Linked DNA regions of Mus musculus: regions 1 and 2 are each linked to region 3. A link is a contact called in public Hi-C and promoter capture Hi-C data. All regions are on one chromosome and are shown on one strand. Each heading gives the region's core, a stretch centred on a gene start, on an enhancer-like site or on the middle of the called end of the contact. The rest is flanking DNA. Distances are from core to core; before and after follow the strand shown. Region 1 holds the start of Acad9 (acyl-Coenzyme A dehydrogenase family, member 9). Region 2 holds the start of Zfp267 (zinc finger protein 267). Region 3 holds the start of Fxr1 (fragile X mental retardation gene 1, autosomal homolog).

Region 1 (3,539 bases), core at 738-3,237, 2.0 Mb before region 3:
CCATTCATCCTCCCACTTGCCCCTGGGACAGACTCGGGTCCAAGTAAGTGTATATGTCAGCCACTGGCATGGATAACTCGGCTACTCTCTACCCTCAGACGCTTAAGTACCACTGCCATTGTCCTAGTCAAGGCCCAGAAATGCTCCGAGAGCTGGTGTTTGCTCAATCCAGGAAGTAGCAGTGAAGTTAGAAGTGGTCAGATATGAATGTAACTTGAAGATAAACAAAGATTTACTTACTATAGGATTCAATGAGAACAAGACGAATCAAAGGTGTCACTGGAGAATGTATTGAAAAAGTTGAATCACAGAGTAGCCATTATCTATTGTAAACGGGCTGTTGGGAGAAGCAGAACTGGGTGGGATCCAGGAGAGGTTATCATATATGCTTATTAAAGATGCTTATTAGACATCTAAGAGGAGATATAGAGCAGAAAGGTAGACTAAGTCTGGAGTTAGGGGAAGAACTCAAGTTGAAAAAATAAATCTGAGTCGTAAGAATAGAGTTGTCATTTAAAGCTAGGGCACTGAATTAGGTCATCAAGGGGCTGACCATAATAAAAAGAGAGGCCCACAGGCTTAAACTTTAGAAAAATTCAGCATTGCTAGGTGTGGCATACAATTTCAATCTAGCTCTCATGAAGGAAGGCAGAGGCAGAAAGTCTCAGTGAGACTGTCTCAAAAGCAAGCAATCAATACACCTGCCACCTCCACATTAAAAAGAAGAAGAACAAAACAACACAAACAACAACGACACTGCCTCTGACTTCAACTGGGCTACCAGAGACACTGGCCAAGGTCTACAGGTTGAGAAACCAAGGAACTAACAAAAGAGATACAAAGAAAAGAATTTTTTTTTCAGAAACCTGAGGCCTAACATGCATTCAGAACAAACATTAAGTACATATCTGCATTAGTTACTAATGGTGGGTGGGGTAGGAATGGGAATGAGAAGTGAGCAATGTGGAGAAAACCACTGGCCACTGGGCCAAAGCCTGAGGGCACAGGTCCAAGATGCAGAATTATCCTTGAATAGTGAGAAAGCTGAGTTCTAATCACCAGGCCAGCCTTTGCTAGGGGTATACAGCTCACAACAGTATAGAAAGTAGATACCATCTGGAGGAGAGCTGACCACTGGGACTCTCACTAAATACAGAAATGGAAAACTGGCAGCAAAGCTCACGGGTGATGAAGGGTAGATTTAAAGACTGAAGGGGATACATGATGGCTGCGCTCTTCCTCCTGCCTTGGAAAAGCACAAGAATCCAAGTCCCTCGGCACCCTCTGCGCCAGAATGTGGGCAAAAGGGTCCCCACACTTCAAAGTTCTAGCTTTGAACGTTGCACCAGGGCAGCCACTCAGCCCAAGTGTTGACTTCTACTTTAATAAAGTCAGACAATACGAGACAAACTTCCAAGACAAGAAATAGCTGGATGGGCAACTCTGAGGACCGAGGCAAGAGGACCACGTATTCAAGGCATGCCTAGCTACAGAGCGAGTCCAAAGACAGCCTGGGCTACTACTGAATGAGACCCTGCCCCAAAACAAAAACCACTGTGACACGACTTAAGCCACATCGCCGAGCCCAGCCTCTCGGATGTTTGGCTTCTACGGGCTCGGATAACGTTCCATGCAACTCTGGCCAGAATGAAAGGTGGGAGCAGAGGACACGGGCAGTCCGGCCTCGCCTCCTACCTGCTCGATGTTGCCCAGGAAGAGCTCCTTGGCGAACGAGCAGCTCTGCAGGCTGGTGTGCAGCGGGCGGCGCCTCGCCGTGAATTCCCTCAGCACCCGGGAAGCTCGCGCCGCAGCCGCCGCCGCAGTCGCCCCACGCGAGAGCAGCACACAGCCAGACATGCTGCTCCTGACTTCAGACTTCAAGTCGCTGGAAGCCCCGCCGCTCCTCCCAATGACGCCAATCACCCGCGTCCGGGCATCCAAAGTCTCACCCTGCACCGCTGCAACCGGAAGCTAGCTCGCACTTCCTGATGACGCAAGGGCTGCGCCGCCTTGAGCGAGGCTATTGGACAGGTCGTTCCAGAATATGTTTAATAAATGTCTCCTACGCCAAGCATTGCTGTATGTAATGTCTGAGTATGTAATTTAGAAATTGTAGTTTTTTAAAATTCATCCGAACAGGCTAGGAAGTAAGTGTGTGTGTGTGTGTGTGTGTGTGTGTGTGTGTGTGTGTGTGTGTGTGTTCTTTCTTGTTATACTTTTGCCAGTAAGAAAACGAAAATACTCAAAAGTCAAGCTGCAAAACTACCACCCAGGCTCCCAAACACAGCTCTTGTGCCTGTGTGCTATTCTCAGCACATCCTCTAAAGAGCAGATTAGATTTCATCAAATAAACCTAGAAGTACAACTTTTGTTATTCTCATCTCACTTAATGTAGGACTTAGAATATTGCTAAATGGGTATAACAAAATGACAAGGGACCTATTTTACTAACCCACTTCTGCCTAATTCTCTTAAATATGTGAGTGGCGTGGTATCATTTTGTATGGGAGACTGCATGAAGCACTAAGAGCATGCTGTTTCCTCCTTTCTTGAATCTACCACTCCCTGTGTTGTGCACCCCCCTAGTCTGGCCCCTATTGGCCACAGTCTTCAGACACTTGCTTTCTTCACCACTCCCAGGGCAAGGCATTTCCCTTGGCTCGGTGACCTACCCTATGAAACTATAAACACCATGTTTGTTTGTTTGTTTCTTTTTATGATTTATTTATTTTATGTATGTGAGTATACCATTGCTGTCTACAGACACACCAGAAGAGGGCAATGAATCCCATTACAGATGGTTGTGAGCCACCATGTGGTTGCTGAGAATTGAACTCAAGGCCTCTGGAAGAGCAGTCAATGCTCTTAACCGCTGAGCCATCTTTCCAGCCCTTGTTTGTTTTTTTTAAAATGAATCTTATGTTGAGGAAGTAAGCCAAGGCAGGGCCTGGTCCAACTGGTCCAGCTCTCACATCAGGGTTTATTCATATGTCTGTTGTCTTTATTTCTAGGCAGGTTGTCCTGAGGGAACCAGTGTGGCATCAACTGTTACAAGATGACTCCTTCAGAAAATACATGCAGTTTTAACACCAATAGAAAGCATTTATGCCCCACTGGGGACTGCATAAGGAACTTCCCAAACTATGTAGCCCAGAGCCTCACTATTCTTTTCCTTTTATGCACAAAAAGCAAGTAAGAACAGTTAGCGAGAAGTGAAACTACAGAAGCCAAAAAGCAAGGTTAATATGTTTAGGGACTTTCCCAGGTCCTGGCACTATAAACTAGGTCTTTGATGAATTAGGTCTTTGTTCCTATTTTGGCAGGTTAGGGTTTTGGCAGATTGTTGTTGCCTATGTACTGAGTTCTAAGGTCAAAATGGTGTCTCTAAGATGGCATCAGTTGAGTCAGTGTCTCACAGGCTATTGAGGCCACCTTTTAGTCATGGGAGCCAAGGAACTACTTGCCCTAACTTAGTCTGAATCTTAGTAGACTGCCTCTTAAAAAATATCTATCTATCTATCTATCTATCTATCTATCTA
Region 2 (3,144 bases), core at 34-2,533, 2.1 Mb before region 3:
CAGTCTGGATTCATTCTTACAAACTTGCAGCAAGGATTTAATTAAGCAACCAGAAGGCCTCCTGCATGCTAAGTACAACTGGCAGAATATTGATCAAAAGGCTGAGATAGCTCAAGTGCGTTTCAGATGGGAGAACACCAAGACATCCAGCAGCGTCCCAATGCGGTCTAGCCTCACACCCCAGGCTGCTGGGACGATCAGCCCAGACACTGACATCATTGGATGCTCCTAGACACTGGAGACAAGGCAGCTGGTGTTGGCATCTCTGAAACCCGGGCAAGGAAAGGGCCAAGTAGAGTCAGATGAAGATAGACCCATCACTATGGAAAATCTCCAAAAGGCAAGTACAACCCCAAAGCATTCTGATTGGGGTTCCTGTGTCTAAGGATGACAAAATGAGAGGCATTGTGTGTGTGTGTTTTAATAAAAAATCAAGTGATTTTATGTTAAATATCCATAGGGTAAATCCTTTTTAAAATGTCGCCCAGTGTGTGGAGTGGGGAAAAAAACCAATCAAGCAAAATGTATGTCTATTTGAAATGCTGCGTGGGAAATGGGTGTTAATATTATTTTTTAAATGGGCATTTGGGAATGCGGTCAGGAGATGGAAATTTAGGAATCTTCCTCCAACCAGAGGAGAAGCGAGGACAGGGGAAGAGCAGTCATCTGGATAGGAGATTCTGCTTCGCGTTTATCTAGACTGCTCGGGAGGAGGGACAGGACACCTCACTGAACACTTTCCCTGCGGGAGCCCTACGCTTGCAGGTTATCGCCGCACAATCCGGGCTACTAGGCTGGAGCCTCTGAGGACTCCAGGGCAGCAGGGTCTGACCCTGGGCCTTCACTGCACCGGCTAGCTCGGGGGCGCGGCCGGGTACCGGGGATCTCCAGCTCAGGCTGCGCGGTGACGCATGGCCCACCAAGGGGGACCTCAAGCCGGCCGATCCCAAGGGCCGGCCGCAGGAAGGCGGGGCCGCCGTCGCCCCCCATGCAGTCGCCGGCTCCCCCTCGGCTCCCCGCAGCCCTCCAGCCTCGCCGCGCCACGCACACACTCACCAGCAGGCTTCAGCAGTGCTCACCGTCCTCCCACATCGAGCACTGGCCGCAGCCGATTCCCACCGGCTCTACACAGCCTCCCTCCAGTCTCAGGACACCATGCACACTCACCATTGTGGCTTGACTACGCGGAGTCCGCGTCCTCCCGGTGGATGGCCCGGCACCCTACAGACGCAGGGCAAACGGATGCCGCAGGGCTGAGCTACAGTCTACACCGGAAGAGACCCAGCCTGAGGAGGATTCCAAGATCCTGGACTTCAGAAACACAGCATGAAGGCCCGCCCCCTCTACCCTGTCTAAACGTCTGATTCGAAGTTCTCACCATCGTGCTGCTGATTGGATGACTTTCCGGTCCCGCCCCATCAGGCCCCAGCACTACCCTATGGGCTGAAATGACAAGTTTTTGGTACAGTTGTAGTAAAGCTGACCCTAGAGGAATCATTCCCATTTACTATTGTATATAAAGTCAGACCAATTTATGAATCATATATATGTATATTATTCGCAATAGAGAAGAGCTTTGGCACCATTTCCCCCTGAGCTCTGTCCTTGAATTTCAAATTTTAAAAGGGGAAAAAAATCTCCTGAATCAGCAATATTGAATATAGAAAGGGGGAGTAATACTCAAGTGTTACTGTACTGGCTAGTTTTGTGTCAACTTGACACAGTTGGGGTTACAATAGAGAAAGGAGCTTCAGTTGAGGAAATGCCTCCATGAGATCCAACTGTAAGGCATTTTCTCAATTAGTGATCAAGGGGGAAAGGCCCCTTGTAGGTGGGACCATCTCTGGGCTGGTAGTCTTGGGTTCTATAAGAAAGCAAGCTGAGCAAGCTAGCAAAGCATGCCAGTAAAGAACATCCCTCCATGGCCTCTGCATCAGCTCCTGCTCCCTGACCTGCTTGAGTTCCAGTCCTGACTTCCTTTGATGATGAACAGCAGTATGGAAGTGTAAGCCTAATAAACCCTTTCCTCCCCAACTTGCTTCTTGGTCATGATGTTTGTGCAGGAATAGAAACCCTGACTAAGACACTTACTTAATTTAAAATTTTCTACTGTTCATATTAAAGTTAAAACAGTGATTGTAATAAAACCCAGTATATCCAAACATATCATCATATGTGGAATTGGTTACACACACACACACACACACATATACATATATGTATACATACATACATACATACATATACACATATACATACATGCACACATATGTATACACACACATATATGTGTGTGTGTGTGTGTGTGTGTGTGTATATATATATATATATATATATATATATATATATATATATATATATATATATGTTACTATACTAAATCATCCAAATTCGGGTCTTCAGCAGGTTTCAGGTCACGTCTGTCACAGTCCTCTTCTGAGAGCTATAATTTTCCTGACCTCAAGAAAGTGAGGGGAACCTGAGAATCTCTCCCATTTATGTCAGAAGTGAAGCAACACAGTTTCCTGCCAATATTTCTTTTAGGTCCCAGTGAATGGGGGTAACCATGTCCTAAAACAGATCAGGGGACTTCAACCAGGAGTGTTCAAAGGTGGGCACATGAGGAGGGAAGCCTGTCTCTTGATCCCTCCATGGCCTTGCCCCCCTGTGATTTAAATAGATTATAAGAAAAATTACCACCACCACCACCACCCCTTTTTAGTTTGGCCTTGGACCTAATTGTCAGGCTGTAGATTCGGGTTTTCTTTTGTGAGACATGGTGCAAATTTAATTACCCAACCATATGCACACATGTCTACAAATTTTTCTGTATAATTCAACACCATCTAGCAATAGATCATCCAACTTTAATTAGTGGGGAAGTAAACTAATGCATATATAGCAGCTACTATTTGCCAGGTAACTTAGGATTAAAATATCATTAAGTCATGGTATCGTGCCTGTAAGTGTGCATTCATCTTCTATCTCTGAATAACAAACCACACTAAAACTTAGCGGATGGTGATAAGGCAGCTCCTCACTTGAGGTTCAGTTGAACTATTTCTGATCTGGTCAGCTGATGGGTGTCAAGGTGGTACAGCCCCGGATGGTGCAGCCCCGGAGAGTGAGCTGGCTCAACTTTAC
Region 3 (3,436 bases), core at 595-3,094:
CAGAAGTCAAACTGATTATGTTGTACTACAGATTGACATAAAATTCAGTCAAAGAAATGGTTCCCTATTATCTACACGATGAAGAATTTGTTGAAACAATCACTTTTCAATGTGCAAGGAAAGCCTGCATAATCTGTGTTACCTAAAATGTGTGCTGAGAATCAGAGATTCCTGAGCCTTTTCCACAGGGTAGGTAGGGAGTGATACACACTAACGAACTTTATCTAGGCAGGAAAAGTAGTCTTAAGTCCAGTCCTTGTGGCCCAGCTCACCTTATCTACAATCTTGCAGAGATGGTAACCACTAGGTTTCAGTAAGAAGTATCTACTCAAATATTGCTTGAATCATTTATGTGACATCATGTTTTAAACCTGGAACACTAACGAAGCCAGTTACACACTAATAGGTGATACTAAAGGCTTTAACACTCACTCTTACTACTTAGTTGGCCACCAGAGATTTTACAATCAAAATTTACAAAACAAAATTTAAAAAAGTATACTTATCATTCTTTGTCAATGAGCTACTGCCTATATTATTACCACGTGACAAATCACCTCCATACAGCTAATAAGCAAGCTAGAAAGGGAAAAGCAAAACACTGAAAAATTAGGAAATCGTTAATACCAAATAAAATCCTCTGGAATAAAGGAGCCATTGAAATGAAAACCTGTGAGAAACCATTTTAAGTACATACAATACTCATGTACTAGAAGAGAGCCTTCATAAAAATAGCCAAGACTCTCAAACATCTGAGATGCTGGCTTGGAGAATGACTGACAGACAACAGCTGAGAAGGTTTTGTGTTGATTTGTTAAGATTCTCGCACACTTTGGGGAGAAAAAAAAATAAGGAGAAGGGGCCGTTACTATGGAAAAACTGTTCAGCCTTCGTGTTCTGCTTGGTGCCCCCTCCCCCTTTTCCAATAGAAGCAAGCGCCTTACAAATTCCTCCACTCTAGAATCCTCCCTCTGTCTCCGAGGCCAGCCTCCACGGCAATGCATGGCCTCTTCTCAAAGGAAACAAAAAGAACCTCGTGGAAGAGGACTTAAAAAGCAAAAACAAAAAACAAAAAACCCACCTTCCCAGGGGCTGGGAAGACACGCGTCCCTCCCACCTGCCGCCTGGCCTCGGGTCACCTTTGAACCCTTCCTTCGGAATTCGCATTTCTCCCGGGCCGAGGGGCGAAGGGGCCGCCCGCTCCCCAGGCCGCGGCCACCAGGGCCCGCCGCCCGTCCGGGTTTCCACGCGGGCGGGCGGGCGCCGTGGGTTCGCAGGGCCCCCGGGGCAGCACAAGCCGGGGTAGGCCGGGGAGTCAGCCATTCATGCCGCGGGCGGGAGGGCGGGCGGGCGGAGAGGAGCCTGGCGGGCCCGGCCGCCGCCGCGGGGTCGCAGTGAGCTGCCCGCCTCAGTCCGTCCCTCAGTCCGCCCGTCCGCGCCCCCCACCCCGCCAGGCCTCGGCGGCGCGCCCGCACCACAGCCCGCCGCTCCAGCCCGCCCGCCCGCCCGCGTCCCGGAGGCCTCGACCCAGGACGCTCCGGGACAGGAGGCAAGCCAGCACCCGCCGCCTTGTTTCCAAACATAACGGAGCCTGGGCCCCGAGACCGTTAAACCGCGCCGAGGGCAGAGGCCAGCAGCACGGCCCAGCTGCCTCCCCCGCCACCACCTGACACCTCTCCTCGGCCCCCGGGGTCCCCGGCGCCCCTTGACCCCGCTCCCAGTGCCCAGCTCCCATCCCCGGCCGCCCCGCGGCCCGTACCTTGTAGAAAGCCCCGTTGGAGCCGCGAACCTCCACCGTCAGCTCCGCCATGTTGGAACCGCAAAGGCTGCTGGGAAGAGATTCTAGAAACTTTCCAACGCGAGGGGAGGAGGGGGGAGGGGCGAGCGTCGCGGGGGAGGGGCGGGCGGGCGGGAGGGCGGGACGCTCCCGGCCCGCTCCCGGGCTCTCCGCTAGCGGCGCCGCTCTGCGCGGGTCCTTGGGCGGCTACCCAGCGGCAGGCCGGTCCGCCCACGCCCACGCCCGCGCGGCCCGCCTCGCGCACAATGAGTGAGGCGGACCCGCCCGGCGCGCCACCCTCGCCCCAGGATCCGCGCGGCCGGCGACGCTCCCTACGGGCTCTTCCCGTCAGGAAGCGCGGCCTGGCGGGCGCTCGGGCTCGGCCAGAGCGCATGGCCGGCCGACACTCTCAGGTTTGCCCTCATGGAGCCTTCCCTCTGGAGCCTCGGGCCGTCCCCTTGAAGAGCCTTTCCCAGGACGAACCCGGGACTCGGGGCTTCCCCCGAGCCTCACGCAGTTCTCAGGCCTCGCCTCGCGCGAAGGCAGCTCACTCACCTGTCACCGACCGAGCACGGTTACCTTAATACGTTATTAAAGGCTCGGGAAACCTAGGCTAATTTTGTGGGGGGATCCTGTTTGAGACACAGTTCTCTACCCCTGGGTGGCCTTGAACCCACAGAACTGCTTCTGCCTCTGGCCATCGGAGTGCTGGCATTACTTTTAAAAAATTTTAAACAATGGGAAAGTGTATTCCTCCCACCCCTGATAGGTTACACGTGGGAAGTTTTGCAAAGAGGATCCAAGAACCTATTGGGTTTTGTGTTGTGTGACTTTACCAGAAACGCCACCAGTTCTAGAAGCTTTGTGGCACTCATACTTAGTTTGATAAGTTAATGCCAACTTCTGAAAGCAAGGCTTTTGGAAATAGTACTTAAAAGAATTCATTTGTATGTGCATCTTTACATAACTTTTCAGCGACGCATGATGTATTTGTCTTTCCTTTATTTGGAGCTCAAATTGACCACCCTGCCTCCCACCTCCAGGTGCCAGTTGGGCTAACAGGCTCAGTTCCCCCACGGTTACCTGTTACTCTGAGACAAGTCTCACTAAGCAGTCCAAGATGGCCTTCGATTTACCTCCCATTCTCTTGTCTTAGCCTCCAGAGTGCTGGCTTTACTGGTGTGAGCTCCTGGCCCCTAGCAACCTGGTTTGTATAAAGTACATTTTCTTTATACAAGATTAGCCCTTTTAAAAATGTACAGTTCAGCGTCTATCACCAGGATCAGTATAAAACATTTTCATCACAAACAACAATAAATAAGTAAAAATAAAAAGCACTTGTGCTTGTTGCTGTTCCCCAATTCTCCTGAATTCCCTGGATTCTAGGAAACTGCCCATGTGTTTTCTATGTAGAGATTTGCCTAGCTCGATCTCACATATGAGTGGGATCGTGATGTGAGAGCTTCTGTGATTGGCTTCTCTCATTTAGAATATTCTTTCAAGATTCATGGTACAGCAGGTATGACTAGGTGTCCATTTTTTGTCACAGTATTACACTGCATAAGCAACCGCACTGTACTGCTGATATGGGTTTATTAGTATGTTTGAGGGTCAGATGCAGAGGACTGAAACAAGGTCCCGGAGCTACACACAGCACTA

Evidence for each region. Hi-C and Micro-C count contacts between places; a contact is called where the count stands out from the background. Capture Hi-C pulls out chosen DNA fragments and counts their contacts.
Region 1: a promoter capture Hi-C map of liver shows a contact between it and region 3, with 9 times the contacts expected there. The contact joins the promoter of Acad9 here to the promoter of Fxr1 in region 3. A contact is called at or near these places in 6 of 39 promoter capture datasets (the C10 cell line, cranial neural crest, frontonasal cranial neural crest and 3 more), 2 of 484 Hi-C or Micro-C datasets (CD4 T cells and pre-B cells), 2 of 115 datasets of contacts at active chromatin or transcription factors (astrocytes and large pre-B cells) and 2 of 9 other capture datasets (adipose tissue and liver).
Region 2: a Hi-C map of B cells shows a contact between it and region 3, with 7 read pairs. The contact joins the promoter of Zfp267 here to the promoter of Fxr1 in region 3. A contact is called at or near these places in 4 of 39 promoter capture datasets (hippocampal neurons, liver and pre-B cells), 1 of 484 Hi-C or Micro-C datasets (B cells) and 1 of 115 datasets of contacts at active chromatin or transcription factors (astrocytes).

What each region holds. Positions count from the first base shown.
Region 1 is chr3:36,064,427-36,067,965 of GRCm38.p6, reverse strand. Acad9 (acyl-Coenzyme A dehydrogenase family, member 9) reads right to left here and starts at 1,987. Exons shown (of 18, transcript NM_172678.4): 1 at 1,696-1,987. The coding sequence starts at 1,857.
Region 2 is chr3:36,149,219-36,152,362 of GRCm38.p6, reverse strand. Zfp267 (zinc finger protein 267) reads right to left here and starts at 1,283. Exons shown (of 4, transcript NM_001101478.1): 1 at 1,168-1,283. The coding sequence starts at 1,170.
Region 3 is chr3:34,018,487-34,021,922 of GRCm38.p6, reverse strand. Fxr1 (fragile X mental retardation gene 1, autosomal homolog) reads right to left here and starts at 1,844. Exons shown (of 17, transcript NM_001113188.1): 1 at 1,760-1,844. The coding sequence starts at 1,810.